Regions from separate parts of the Anas platyrhynchos genome. Here region 2 is linked to region 1. The links are chromatin contacts, called in public Hi-C maps. All regions are on one chromosome and are shown on one strand. The core of a region is the stretch at or near the end of the contact, and the rest is flanking DNA. Distances in the headings are between cores, read along the strand shown. Region 1 holds the start of NUMB (NUMB endocytic adaptor protein). Region 2 overlaps NUMB (NUMB endocytic adaptor protein).

Region 1 (6,227 bases), core at 1,820-4,319:
ATCTTGTTTGTTACAAAAGTTTTCTTGTTTCTGATGCAACATCTGCTTTAAGTGCACGCTGAAAAGAGTATCAGTTCAAAACGGGTATTTGATGGATGCCACAATTAAGGTGAGAACAAACTTCCTCTTCCAGACACGGCTGTGTCAGTCCAAGGTTACTGCCCTCAGCCTGGCCCTAGCTCCTCACCCTTCCCTTGTTACTGTCACCACCCACACCAACATGTCAGCTGAGAAAAACAGAAGAACACTCTCCAGTTTGAGTTTTTACCAGCCAAGCCAACACAAAACAGCTTCCTAGAGGTCTTTGTTAACCCAAAACATTTGATGGAAAGGTACAGTTCCAGAGAAGCTCAAGCAAATTTAGGTCAGAACTACTACGGCCCCATCTCCCACCCTATTCCTCACCCACTCAAGGGGCAGCCAGTTCAGAAACATGATCCAGCCAAAACCTAACAAAGCAAAAAAGCAATTCATTACACCAGCCCTGTAACTCCCTGACATTAACTCATGGCTGCAAAGACTCCCATGCCAGCAGGGGAAGATGCATAGGCAAGGAGGAGGCAGTACCACTGCAGCCCCAGCGTAAACTGCCAAGATCTTGACAAGCTTCAGCAAAACTAAGAGAGCTGCTTTGGAGAAGAGTGGTCACAGCCTCCTCCTCCTGCACGAGCAGTAACGCTTGCATAGCCACAAAGCCAGCCAGTTCAGGCAGTCGATCCAACTCAAGTTCAATATTTTCTGTACCACCATTCTCAGCTGGATCAGCAAAGAGGGAGTGACAGAGAATAATAGCTCTTTGGGGGGAAAGCATTGCCAGAGAAATCAAAGCTGCTCTGGTGGTAGTGCAGTAACATGGCTGTGGAGGACATGTTAAAGTCTCAGCTTGATTGACTTTACACTTTGTGTTCTGCAGAAAAAGAAAGACAATATGCTCTAATTTCAGTTATTAAACATCCAGATCCCTGGACTGAAGAAGTATCTATTATTTTAATGCATTCACCAGTCATTATAGACTCCAAAAGCAAGACTAAAGCCACAGTTCCATATTAGCTTAAACCATGCTTGCTTGATAAACAAGCAGAATAAATAATGTTTAATCCCTCCCTAAATTAAAAGCAAACAAGGTCAGAGTGTCAGGTGAGTGAAATAAGCACAGTAGGACCCCAAAAGTTACCAAATACATGAGCTGCTACAATACATAGGCTGCTACAAGAATCTCTCACCTTAGAGATGCTGTAGAACAGCTTTCCTAGAGTGCAGGAAATAAACTTTTTTATTGCATTAGGAAAAAATGCTGTTTTTTTTAAATATTATGCAGCTCCACCAATATTAGTGGTGGAATAAAAGCAGCTACAGGCAGAATTGAAGAATTCTGTACAGTGCTGTAACAGGCTGCTAAGAACACGCAACTAAAACCTCACATTTGTATTCCTCCTAGCCCGTTACTGGGGAGGCAAGCACTTTTGGACTGACTTTTATTTCATCAAGTTCTTAAATCTGCCACTCTCATTCTGGTAGGGAAGAAAAGTGCGTAAAGATCATTCCAGCAGCAGGCAGCTGTATTGCGCTACAAAATATAGCGCTGGCAAGTCTTGGGAGTTTTGAGAGCCCAATGTGGCTCGCTGGGTTGTTTTTCTTCTTCCTAAATGCATAACGCTGCCAGGTACTAGTACAACACCAGAAGGTTTAACAACACCAGAGTAAGAAGATAAACTTGTCTACTGTCTAGTTTACACGCACCTTCAGCTTCCACACGTTTAAGAGAAGTAATAAATGCAGGGAAGTGATTCCCAGGCTGGGAAAAAGAAAAAAAAAGACAGCTAATAAGCATAATAGATGTTTGATTTGAATTGCATCTCTTATTTAAGCTTTAGGGAAAAAAACTTCTTTGAGGTGTTCTGCTTAGAGCTCCACAAATCAAAGTTTTGCTGAGGCTTAAAACCAGGGCTTTATGGAATTGCAGATGAAACAGAGCTTGCTGTAGGATAACTCCAGCTATGAAAACAATTAGAGAATCACCAACAAGGATGAACACGGACTCATTTTTTTGGACTTTACTCGCATCATCTTTTATTTCCTCCGTGAGATTTTCGCTAGGGGGAAGAAAAAGCAGCACGTCCAGCGAGGATTGCCAAGAGATGAAGAAATGGAAAACCCACACTAATGAGCCGAAAAACAATACCGCTTCTCTATGGCAACAATTAACTTCTGCATAAGCATAGAGCCCATTTCAGCAGTAACCACGGATCAATAAGTCAAACAGCAGCGATGAGTCAGGAACCCATTTAAATATTTACCCTTTTCCCTACGAGCCGCGGCCGGAGTAGTATTATGGCCAAGCAGCATGACTGCGCCTTCCATTTTACCCTCTCATTCAGCAGCCTCGCCGGCGAGGCAGGAAGACCGAAAAAATGAGGGAAAACCACCAGAAAACCCGAGCCGGGCCGACAATCGGACATTGTTCGGGGCCGGGAGCATCTCCCAGCCCTGACGGCTGAGCCCAGGCGCACGGGGCACAACCGGGGCAGGGCAGGCTCCCGGCACAACCCCCCCCCGGAGCCCCCCGACCCCCCGGGCCCCGTTCCGCGGCGCTCCCGGCACGTTCCGTAAATGAAACCCCGGCCCCGGGGGAGCCGCAGCGCCCAGCGGGGACCCCGCAGCCCCCGGGGGGGGGGTCCCGGGGCAGCCCCGGAAGCGCTGCGGGGGCTCGGCAGCGCCCCGGCCCCACCTGTGCCGCCCCGCGGGGCCCCACCCGGGCGCTCCCCGCCGCCCCCTGCAGCGGGGCGGGGACCGGGCGGCGCCCTCCGGTTCTCCCCCGGTTCCCCCCCACCTGAGGCATCGCCCCCCGCCGGCTCTGCCCTGCCCGGCCCAACGCGGCTCGGCTCGGTTGGGCCCAGCCCGGCCCGGCCCGGCGGCGCTCACCTGCTCGCCCGCCGCCGCCGCCGCCTCTTCAGCCGCCGCCCTCCGCCACCGAGCAGCGCCGCCGCCGCCGCCCCCCCCCCGGCCCCGCCGCTGCTGCTGCTGCTGCACCCGCCCCCGCCCATCCCCGCGCCCCCATTGGCCGCCCTCCCCGCCGCTCTGCCCGCCGATTGGTGCGCCCGGCTGCTCGTCCAAGCGCAACGCCCGCCTCCCCCCCCGCCCACGGGCCCCCGGTGTTTTATTCACTCCGAGGCTTTGGCGCCCCCACTCTCCAGCGGCCGCTCCTGATTGGGGGAAGGGGCCGGAGGGGAGCGCTGCGATTGGCTGCGGGAGCTGCCAGCTGAGGCGGTGGGCCCGCCCCCCCCCTCCCCTCCGCTCGGGCTTAGGCTGCGGTGGGGCGGGGGCGGCCGCGCTGCGCGGGGGCCGGGAGCGGCGGGGTCCGGCCCGTGGGGTCCGGCCAGAAACCGCGCCCCGGGCCCGGGGGCCGCCCGCGGAGCCCGCCCGGTCCCGGTGGTCGCCCTCACGCCGCGGTGCCCGGTGCCGCCGCAGGGCCCGGTGCCGCTCCGTTACCCCAATGGGGGCCCGGGGCGACGCCTCTGGCCCCCGGGGATCCTCCCGCAGCTGCGGCCGCTCGGTCACACGCTCACCCCCGTGCCCGGAGCTGAAGGCGCTCCGCTCGCCTGCCCCGAGGCCCCGGGGCAGGAGCAGGCCGGGCGGGGGCAGCGCCAGGTGCCTCGCAGCGCCTCGCCCGCCGCCAGCCCTGTGCCCCGCGGCGCTCAGCGGGCTGCCGAGCAGCGATTTCAGCCGGAATGCAGGCCAGAGCCCTGCTGGGGGCTGAGAAATAAAATAAAGAAATCAAATCAGGAAGTTGAAATGCAAAAAATTACGTAAGGTTTCGCTGTGTCTTTATCCTCGTTACCTTCTCCCTGCGTGCACCTCACACCTCTTTGTCTCTAAACCAAGCAAAGGGACAGAACAACAAAGGCCGAGTGTCACCCAGCGCGCATCCAGGACATACGGGAACTGGAAGCCGTGGTCATGTCACAGCGTCGCCCACAAGGTCATCTACCGAGTTCACGTGGAGGTGCTGGGGCAGAAGCAGGAGGCTGGCACAAACCCCAGCTATCAGAACGATGCTCTGTCCCCCCAGATCCCTGCATGTTCAAGGATTAAATTAAGAAAAAAAAAAAACACAAGAATTTACTTTACTTACCTTTTTTTTTTTATTTATTTTTTTACGTCTCTGCGTGTCACTCTGCTTGGAAAGCAAACCCAAAGCAGATAGCTGCCCTCCTTCTCACAGCTGCTTCTCAGAGTGCTGCTCTCAGCCACCAGCACAACACAGTTATGTTGGAGCCAGTGTTGCAAAATGACTAGACAGATATTTCTACCAGTCCTGAGTTTTCTTCTGTTGTTATGAAACCCAGAGTCATTTCTGACCTCGCATAGGTCTTAGTATGTTGCATGCCCAATATCTTTGGTTTCACTCTTCATCTTATTCATAATCTCCATATTTTTGAGTAAACTTTTGACAAAACATGGTGCCTTAAGCCTTAATTTCCAAGCAATAATCTTTGTATTAGAAAGATGCTCTGCTTCCAAGTGAGGATTTGAGGGTGGGTAAGGACACACTATTGTAAATGAAATTCTAATACATGCTTCAGCTATATATAGCTTTCACAAATATTTGCTGGATATTTAAATCCATTTGTTGCTATTACCACTTTTCTGCTGGACTATTTGTATCTCCGTAACTCCCCATGTAGTCGTTGGGAACCAAAGGGAAAGGGGGTTGTGGTGGGAAAGGAAAAGGACCGTGACCCTAGAGGTCACCTAACTGAACAAACTGAGCATGCAACACAGCAAACTGCCCATTCGCCACGCTCATCCGCGGGGCGCGTTCTGTGTAGTCAGTCTTCCTGTGGAGAGTTTCCATGAGAGGAGGCAAATGAATTCTCCAAGGCCTGATATTGGAAGCAAAGCTTCAAGGTTCTTTAATCCTGATGGATAATGGAGCACTGGGAGAGACTTCATAGCACACCCAAGATATCCAGCCCTTGGCCCTTTTCCACCTTTTAAAAGAGAGCTCCAAGACTAATACGCTGGATTAACAGCCCTGGCTGTTTACATGTATGTGTTGCCCACGTGCACCTGTCACTGGTGCTGTCTTAGACAAGAGATCCTTTCTGGTCTCACCAGGACAGTAGGATAGTATGCCATCCCCTAAGGACCTGAGAGTACATTACACGCGCACTCATGCTAATACAAACTCCAAGTCCTCAGTGCAGGTACCCGGAGGCTTAACATCATTCTTTCCTATTGGCTATCTAAAACAATGTTGGTGATTAAATCTCCCTTCTCTAATCACACTGTAATACTATCCCTTCTAGGAACAAGCCATACCAGTATAAATACTACAACATAAGCATTTTTATGCTGCTATGACTGTGCTCACCCCAGAGGAATTCCATCTTTTTGACAATTGAGGTAGAATGTGAGAGCTTGTGTGTGTGGATGAGCTCTAAAAATGTTTAAAAAATGTTTCAAAAATGTGCCTCTAGTAGCCTCTAGTAGCTACACAAATATACTACAGGAAACAAATACATAAGTACTACGTAGGCTTTCTGCTGTCATGCTCTGAGCAAACCTGAACAATATGGTTGCTAAACCAAGACATCCTGTTTGAACAGATATTTCCATCTGATATGCTGCGTCAGAGGTGAGCAAGCGATTTCAGAGTACTTCAGAAAAAAACACAGTGTAGACAGCTTTTTTGCCCACTTACCAGGAAAGGAGAAAGTCTTTTGCAACACCTCTGAAAAGGAGAAACGCACCGAAGAACCAAATGCTGAATGTCACAGCTGTATGTCAGAACTGCTACGTGTTCATTTTGAAATAGATGGCATGCATGTAGTTAATGAGCAAAGCTGTGCACTTGCCATAATTAATACAGAAAGGATATGAATAGAAAGAATCCTTTACAATCCTTCTGCCCTGGAAAAGCCTCACCCAAACAGCCTGTCAAGAGCCATCTCTGCATATCAAAAGCATATTCTCTACCACCAGATACACAATGCATGCGCAACAGCCTGACTGTACCTTCTGTCTTAATTGTCAGTATGTGAGCAATCTCACAGGGCACGTACTTCACTCAGATTCTTTTTGCTTTCGTTTTATGATGTGGATTTTCATGGTCATTTACCTCTCTCCTTCTGCTGAAAAGCAAGAAGGCTGGAGCCGTGGTGTCTGCAGCTTTGTGGTTAGTCACTGCCTACGGAGTCACTGCAGATGGTATCTGCTCAATGCTA
Region 2 (6,227 bases), core at 2,225-4,724, 42 kb before region 1:
ATGATCTACTTCAGTATAGAGAGCACCTACCCTGCGCTGCTCGGAGCTTGGTGGCAGAGCGCGCCAAGAAACGCATTGCCCAGAAGTAACGCCTGCTGAAAAATCATATGGCTGCTGTAACCTCTTGAATCATACAGATAGCTGTCATCTGCCCAACTTTAAATTGCTTGGCAAAGGAACAAGAGAAGTCAAACAGGATACACCCAGGAAAATTGCCTTCCTTCTCACCCTGTCTCATGCTCATCAGAGCACTCAATGAAGCTTCAAGCTCAGCACCGACAGAAACATCACCTGACGATCCTACAGCCCTGCACCCAGAGCAGCCTTTCCATGCCTGCTGCTACCAGCCACCTTCCCTAAATCAGGCACAGCACAGAGCAAGGAGCAAATCAAAGCAACCAAATCACTGCTCTCAGAAGCTTCCTCTGAATATCTGAACGTGCAGGTCCTGTCATCGCCGTGTATCACGTGTTGCCTGCTGATGTATGACTGCAGTTGCAAGCAACCTATTTCACTCCTGGTACTAAGGTTTGAAACAGTTTGGGCTGCTGCTGTGCAGGTGGGAAGATGAAATGTCACATGCCCTGTTCCCAGTATCAGACAGCCACACATCGCCTTCCTCAGAAGACAGCTGCTTCCTGGGGTGGCAACTGAGCTGGGAAACAGAAAGCAGGATGAACAGGAGAGCACTCTAAAAATGCCCGCAGTGTAACAGCTGGCACCCAGCACTGGGGCAAGCATGATAGGAACGGGGTGCAAAGCCTACTGGATGTTACACTGCCAGATTCAAACCAGCATTAAAGCTACAACTGTGTTACCTTCACCTGTGACTAGTCACAGGTTTACACAGTGTAAATTGGTACAATGAACGAACTCAACTATTGTGGCAGGTGACCCTAGCATAACTACTCTATACACAGATCACATTTCTCAACAGTGCCTTCTGCCTTCCTTTTATTAGTCCAGAAACCATACAAAATTCTCTATTCCTTGCAGAACATGCAGTTGTCCTTCATACATCAGGCATTGATAACATAGATACCACCATTTACAATGTCATTAAAGTTAGGTGGAAAACAACACTGCCTTCCCTCACAATTACACATTCCTCAATTATCCTGTAATTCCCCCACATACATTACACTTTACCTTACTACATTCACAGGAATGAACTTAGGAGCAGGGGATGCACACAGTCAGCCAGTGATATAGGTACTGAACTGAGATAAAAGCCAACTTATGCCAAAAATCAGGTCTCCTCAGGAAATCATAATCCATTCACATTGGCAAGTTCCACAAGAGCAGATCTTGACCACAGTCCCTGGGGGACCAGCATCACCTTACATCCCTTTGACATTAACTATCACTAAAAACATAAGTGCCAGAAAACACAAGTGCACATGACAGAAAGTCCACTCAACCCACACCACTGTTCACCCCTGGTTAACTCATGGCTGCTACTGTCTTGTGACCATACATCACCAAGCACCGAGTTCAACCTGTGGTTGCCTACATCAGTATTTGTGGGCTCTCCCTAGGTGCATTTCCCAGCACAGATGGGTGTGAACACCTCCTGTCACTTCTTAAAGGGTAACTTTCATCGCATCCAAGGTTGATCATCTCTCAGGAGCCGCATTTATATTCCAGTGTCATCCTTCTGCCCTGCTCATGGTTTGTTCTTTATCTTCTCAGCTCCAACACACTTGGTTGCAGCAGCAGCGTACCATCCTGGCTAATTGCTGGAGCAGTCCCCAACCTGAAGACACAGTTATGTGTCTGAATTTTGTCTCCAAGCTTTGTGTCCAGCTACTGACTTTGGGAACTTCACCTCCTGAGTTCATCTGTGCAGCAGCACCTTCCCTACCATTTTCCTGGGCTGCACACATCACACCAGACAGCTGCCACTATTCCAGGCAGTGGTCTTCTCCAGCAGTATTATTTTTCTGGAGAGGAAAAGGGTTCTCAGATGAGGACTACAGAGCTTGTCATCTTTCTATAATAGTCTTCTTTCAGCATTTGTAGCAGCCTAACTTACCACTGTAGACAGAGATGCTGACAGCATTTATATAAAGCCTTTCCTTCTAAATATAAGCATTTTATCACTCTATTTTACCAGCATCAAGACTGAGAAGTTGGAATCCTACTTAGAAAGAGCAGCAGCAGAGAACTGGCATAAATTAAGAGAAAAAAAAAAAGCTAAGTAGCTATTGCATGTATGTTTCTTTGTCCAATTTAGCTTCATGACAGCAAAATTATGCAAGTGACTACAGGCATTTGAATTACATGCCTCAAAAAGACAGTTGGAAGCCACAAACCACCTTTATTCAGCCTTCACACCAAGGATATTTAAGAGTTATGCCAAACTGTTTTTTTCCAGTGGTTAGGCAAAGTGGTAAACTCACACACATCACACAAAAAGATCATTCATCTATGCAATAACATGCTCTTCAGTTATTTAGACTCAACATTTTCCAACCATAAATAAATTTCATTAAAGAAGCCTTAACTGAAAAAGAAGAATTTGCAAGGGCAGCCTAGTTTAGTCACTCAATCTTCCCTGTTATTAAAGAGCTTAAGTATTTGAATGAGTTTTATTTTTTTGTTGTTTCCTCACTGTCTATGAGAAAATACCCTATAAAGAAAAATGGCACATTTGCAAGCATCAGATTCTCTTCTTCCACCTCTCTCTTGCTCTCGCTCACCAAGTAAGAGCGCTGGAAGTTGACCTTCAGCACTGTTTATACAGGGATTATATAGAAACATTTCTATGAAGTACACAGTGTCTGACAACACAAACTTTCTTAGCCTTTGCAAGTCCTGAGTTTGAGCGATACCAACACTACGAAGTGACAACAGCTTCCAGCACACTCATATTCACGTTGTCTGTTGGGAGTTCCCTGTCATACGACGGGGCAGCAGTCCGTGCGTCATGTTTGACAGTTACTGGGGGTTTCCTTTTTCCATGCTCATTCCTCATTTGCTTTCTCATACTCGGTCCTTCTGCATTCAGTGTTAACTCGCAGCTGAGTCCTGTGCTGGCCGACCAATTTGCATTTTAGCTTCTCAAGATTAAACATTCACACTGGCTGAAAGTAGACCATTCATACCAATATTGGAAGATGAAACCTCCCAAACCCATAGTAGAAAGAACAGAATGAAATTCAGCATAAACAGGATTCTGAACCCTGAAGCTGAAAAGCAGAAACAACTATGTCCAAGACCAAACTTCTGCCTGTGACTCACAATATTTAAAAACAAACAAAAAATAGGAGTTTGTGAACTACACCAGGCCTACAAGTTACTCATGTAACTTCTCCCTCTCAAATCTTACCAAAAATAAATAAATAAATTGAAGACAAAGGTGACAAAACATTTTCAGTCTGGAATGAAGGGCTTTTCGCTGCCTATAATGTGAACCTCTATGCTGTGACGGGCTGCTGTAACAAAGCCAAGATAACCGAGGCTATCTTGGATTGTCCTACAACCACACCCAGGAATGCAACGCATGCCAAAACCCAACAGTTGTTCACTGACGTAGGCGCAAGAGGAATCACAATACGTACTCAATCAGCTTCTCACCGCTGGAATAATGTACTTAGGCTGGCTTGCTATAAATATCCAGCTCTGTAGATACAGAAGGAGATTGGAGCCATATGCAAAAGACCCAGATAATAACTGCACATAAAGCTACAGCAATATAAAATGAAGGAAGAGGAGGAGATTCGGGAAGCGGCCTACGCTGAGGCCCACGCACTCCGAACTGCCAGGAAAGCAGAGCATGAGCTGGATGAGGTTAGGGAAGAGATCAGGGGACGGGGCTTACAGGCAATTTTCCCTGTATATTACATACTGATGTCTGCAATCCCATTGCTGAATTATCTTTTCCAGACAGAAGAATATTTGTGAAAAAAAAAACACATTAACTGGCAATGGAGTGACTGGTAAGACAAGGCACGAGGACCAAGTCAGAAGAGGTGTCTGAGTTCAGGGTTTTGCACTGCAAACCCAAGTCTGAAGCAAAAGGCAATCCCACAGCTGCTCCACCTCATTCCTGCCCTGCTTCTGCTGTAAAAAAACCAAGTATAGGTTACTAACTTGACAAAGCACTCAGACTGAAGACATATATTTTATTAAAATGAATGTCTACAATATTTGATCTAGTGGCAACTTCCAGAATACTGAATTTAACCTTTAAAAGTTTTCAAACAACACAAGTTTAAACTTGATTTGGGCACTGATTCCATCCTTCCGTATTTACCTAATACAGCAAAACACCCCAAAAGATTTGAGTGACCTTATTACTCAGTTAACTTTACAGAACATACTTATATCTGCCCATACTTAAAAGATTCTACTCACAGACAAATATACATCTGATCAATGTTTGCCTAGTCTGTTTTTAATTTGTTTGTTTTTTATTCTCAGGGATGCTGTTCTGTCAAGAGTATTTTTACCGTTCAAAATATTCTCAGTAGTTAAGTGAGTTTTCTACTAACAGGGATTTTTATAAAATTTGTTACTGCTAAGGCCCTCTCTTAGAAACACCTAGAATTAAGAAACTCTTTCTAGACGTACAGAACAACTAAAATACAAATAGGAGGAAAAAAAATAATCTTACATTTCACAAGAATCAGGACATCTAAAGCAAGCTTGTAAATTTTTTTTCCTAAGTGGGTGGAAGGGTGGGGATTGTGCAAAACAGGGATATTTGACATACTGATTTCCCTGATGCTGGAAAGAAGGTCAGAAAGCATTCCTAAAACATTGGCTAGTCTGGAGGTTCACAGTAGGAGGGTATATTTCCTGCTGGATAGTAATATTACATTACACATAAAAATGGCCATGTTGGTAAGATTAAAATAGCTACAACATGTGAAGTTCTCAGCATTGCTGCCCTTCTCTCTGAAGGGGCACTCTGAAAGGGGCTATGAGAAACGCAGTGTATCAGCAAGGGATGACCAAACACCTCCATAAAACCTAAGCATCCCAGATTGATGCACTCTATGTAAAGTGAATCCATGCCCACTCCGGTGCAAAATCAGAGCCAAGTGCTCTAGCTTCAATTCTCCTTTATACAATTATTTTGGGGGTGGCGAAAAAAGGAAATAAAGTGTTTTTTGAATCTTTAAAATATACATTACCCATAGATTATGGAAGTAGCCAATGTGTGTCAGCATTATTGACTTTGCATAACATCCTAGGTCTGAGGGGAAAAACACTACAGAAATACAGACTGAAACAAGTTTTTTTAAAAAACAAACTACTTTATAGTTAGCACAGCTATTACTAAGTGCACCTTATCTAGCTTTAAAGTAGCTAATTATTGACAGATATCACAAAAGAAATGGATTTTGAATTATGGATCAGTGTACTGAGAATATTCCGTGGTGGACAAAATGAAATCCAAGCAAGGCTCAAGTTTTCTAACTACGGAAACATTTGAGGTTGCTCTACTAAATACAATGCTAAGATAAAGCATTTCTTTAATACATTTCAAAGAGTCAAACTGTTTCAACATATCAGTAAATAGAAAAGGGTTTTCTGACTACATTGTAAGTAGTTGAAGATTCCCGCTATGAGTACAGCAATAAATATTATTTAGTGACCTCATTAAATAAAACTTTTAGTAGAGATGAGTTCAAAGAACTTGAAAAGCATTGCTACATCATGTCCTCAGCTAGATTAGGATGCACATTTAAAGAAAGGAATAAACTTCCTAAGGGTGCCTAGAAATTCATGTACAAACTTTAGTAGAATTTCTCAAACTTTAAAACTCCCACAATCTTAAGGTAAAAAGATCTGGCATTCAGTTTTTCATAAATAGTTCACAATAGTTCACAAGTGTAGATCAGAAAATGAACACTCAACTGGTCAAAGAAAGCTAAGCAAAACTGAGACTACATGGTTGTGTCTATTTCAATGAGAAGTGCTAGCAAGTATCTTCTTTAGCAATTTGAATTCAGTATATCCAGGATTTGAGAAAAAAAAGCCTCCCATGAGCTCTCACTTTTACCTATAAAACGAAGTCCTGGGTTTCCATAGCACTTAACTTACCATGTGAAAAGTGTCTGTTGTTTTAAGAAGTCCCCACACAGTCTTGGCCGGCTGCACTATACACAAATAAAACCTGGTAATACAATTCTCAAAAATTCACAGAACAAAATGGGAAACCCCTGCAACAGACAGAGCAGAACAGGAGAATGCAGCTCTGAGGCATGCTGTGGTAG

The links. Hi-C and Micro-C count contacts between places; a contact is called where the count stands out from the background.
Region 2: a Hi-C map of liver shows a contact between it and region 1, with 2.7 times the contacts expected there. The contact joins the enhancer-like site here to the promoter of NUMB in region 1. A contact is called at or near these places in 2 of 8 Hi-C or Micro-C datasets (liver and skeletal muscle).

The regions. Positions count from the first base shown.
Region 1 is chr5:35,143,302-35,149,528 of IASCAAS_PekinDuck_T2T, reverse strand. NUMB (NUMB endocytic adaptor protein) reads right to left here and starts at 3,069. Exons shown (of 10, transcript XM_072038809.1): 1 at 2,923-3,069.
Region 2 is chr5:35,185,413-35,191,639 of IASCAAS_PekinDuck_T2T, reverse strand. The region is part of intron 1 of NUMB (NUMB endocytic adaptor protein); the gene reads right to left. Among named protein-coding and RNA genes, the nearest start is that of NUMB, 42 kb to the right of the region's middle. Within about 2 kb of position 3,474, at least 3 of the 8 cell types and tissues checked have an H3K27ac peak or open chromatin away from gene starts, as enhancers often do.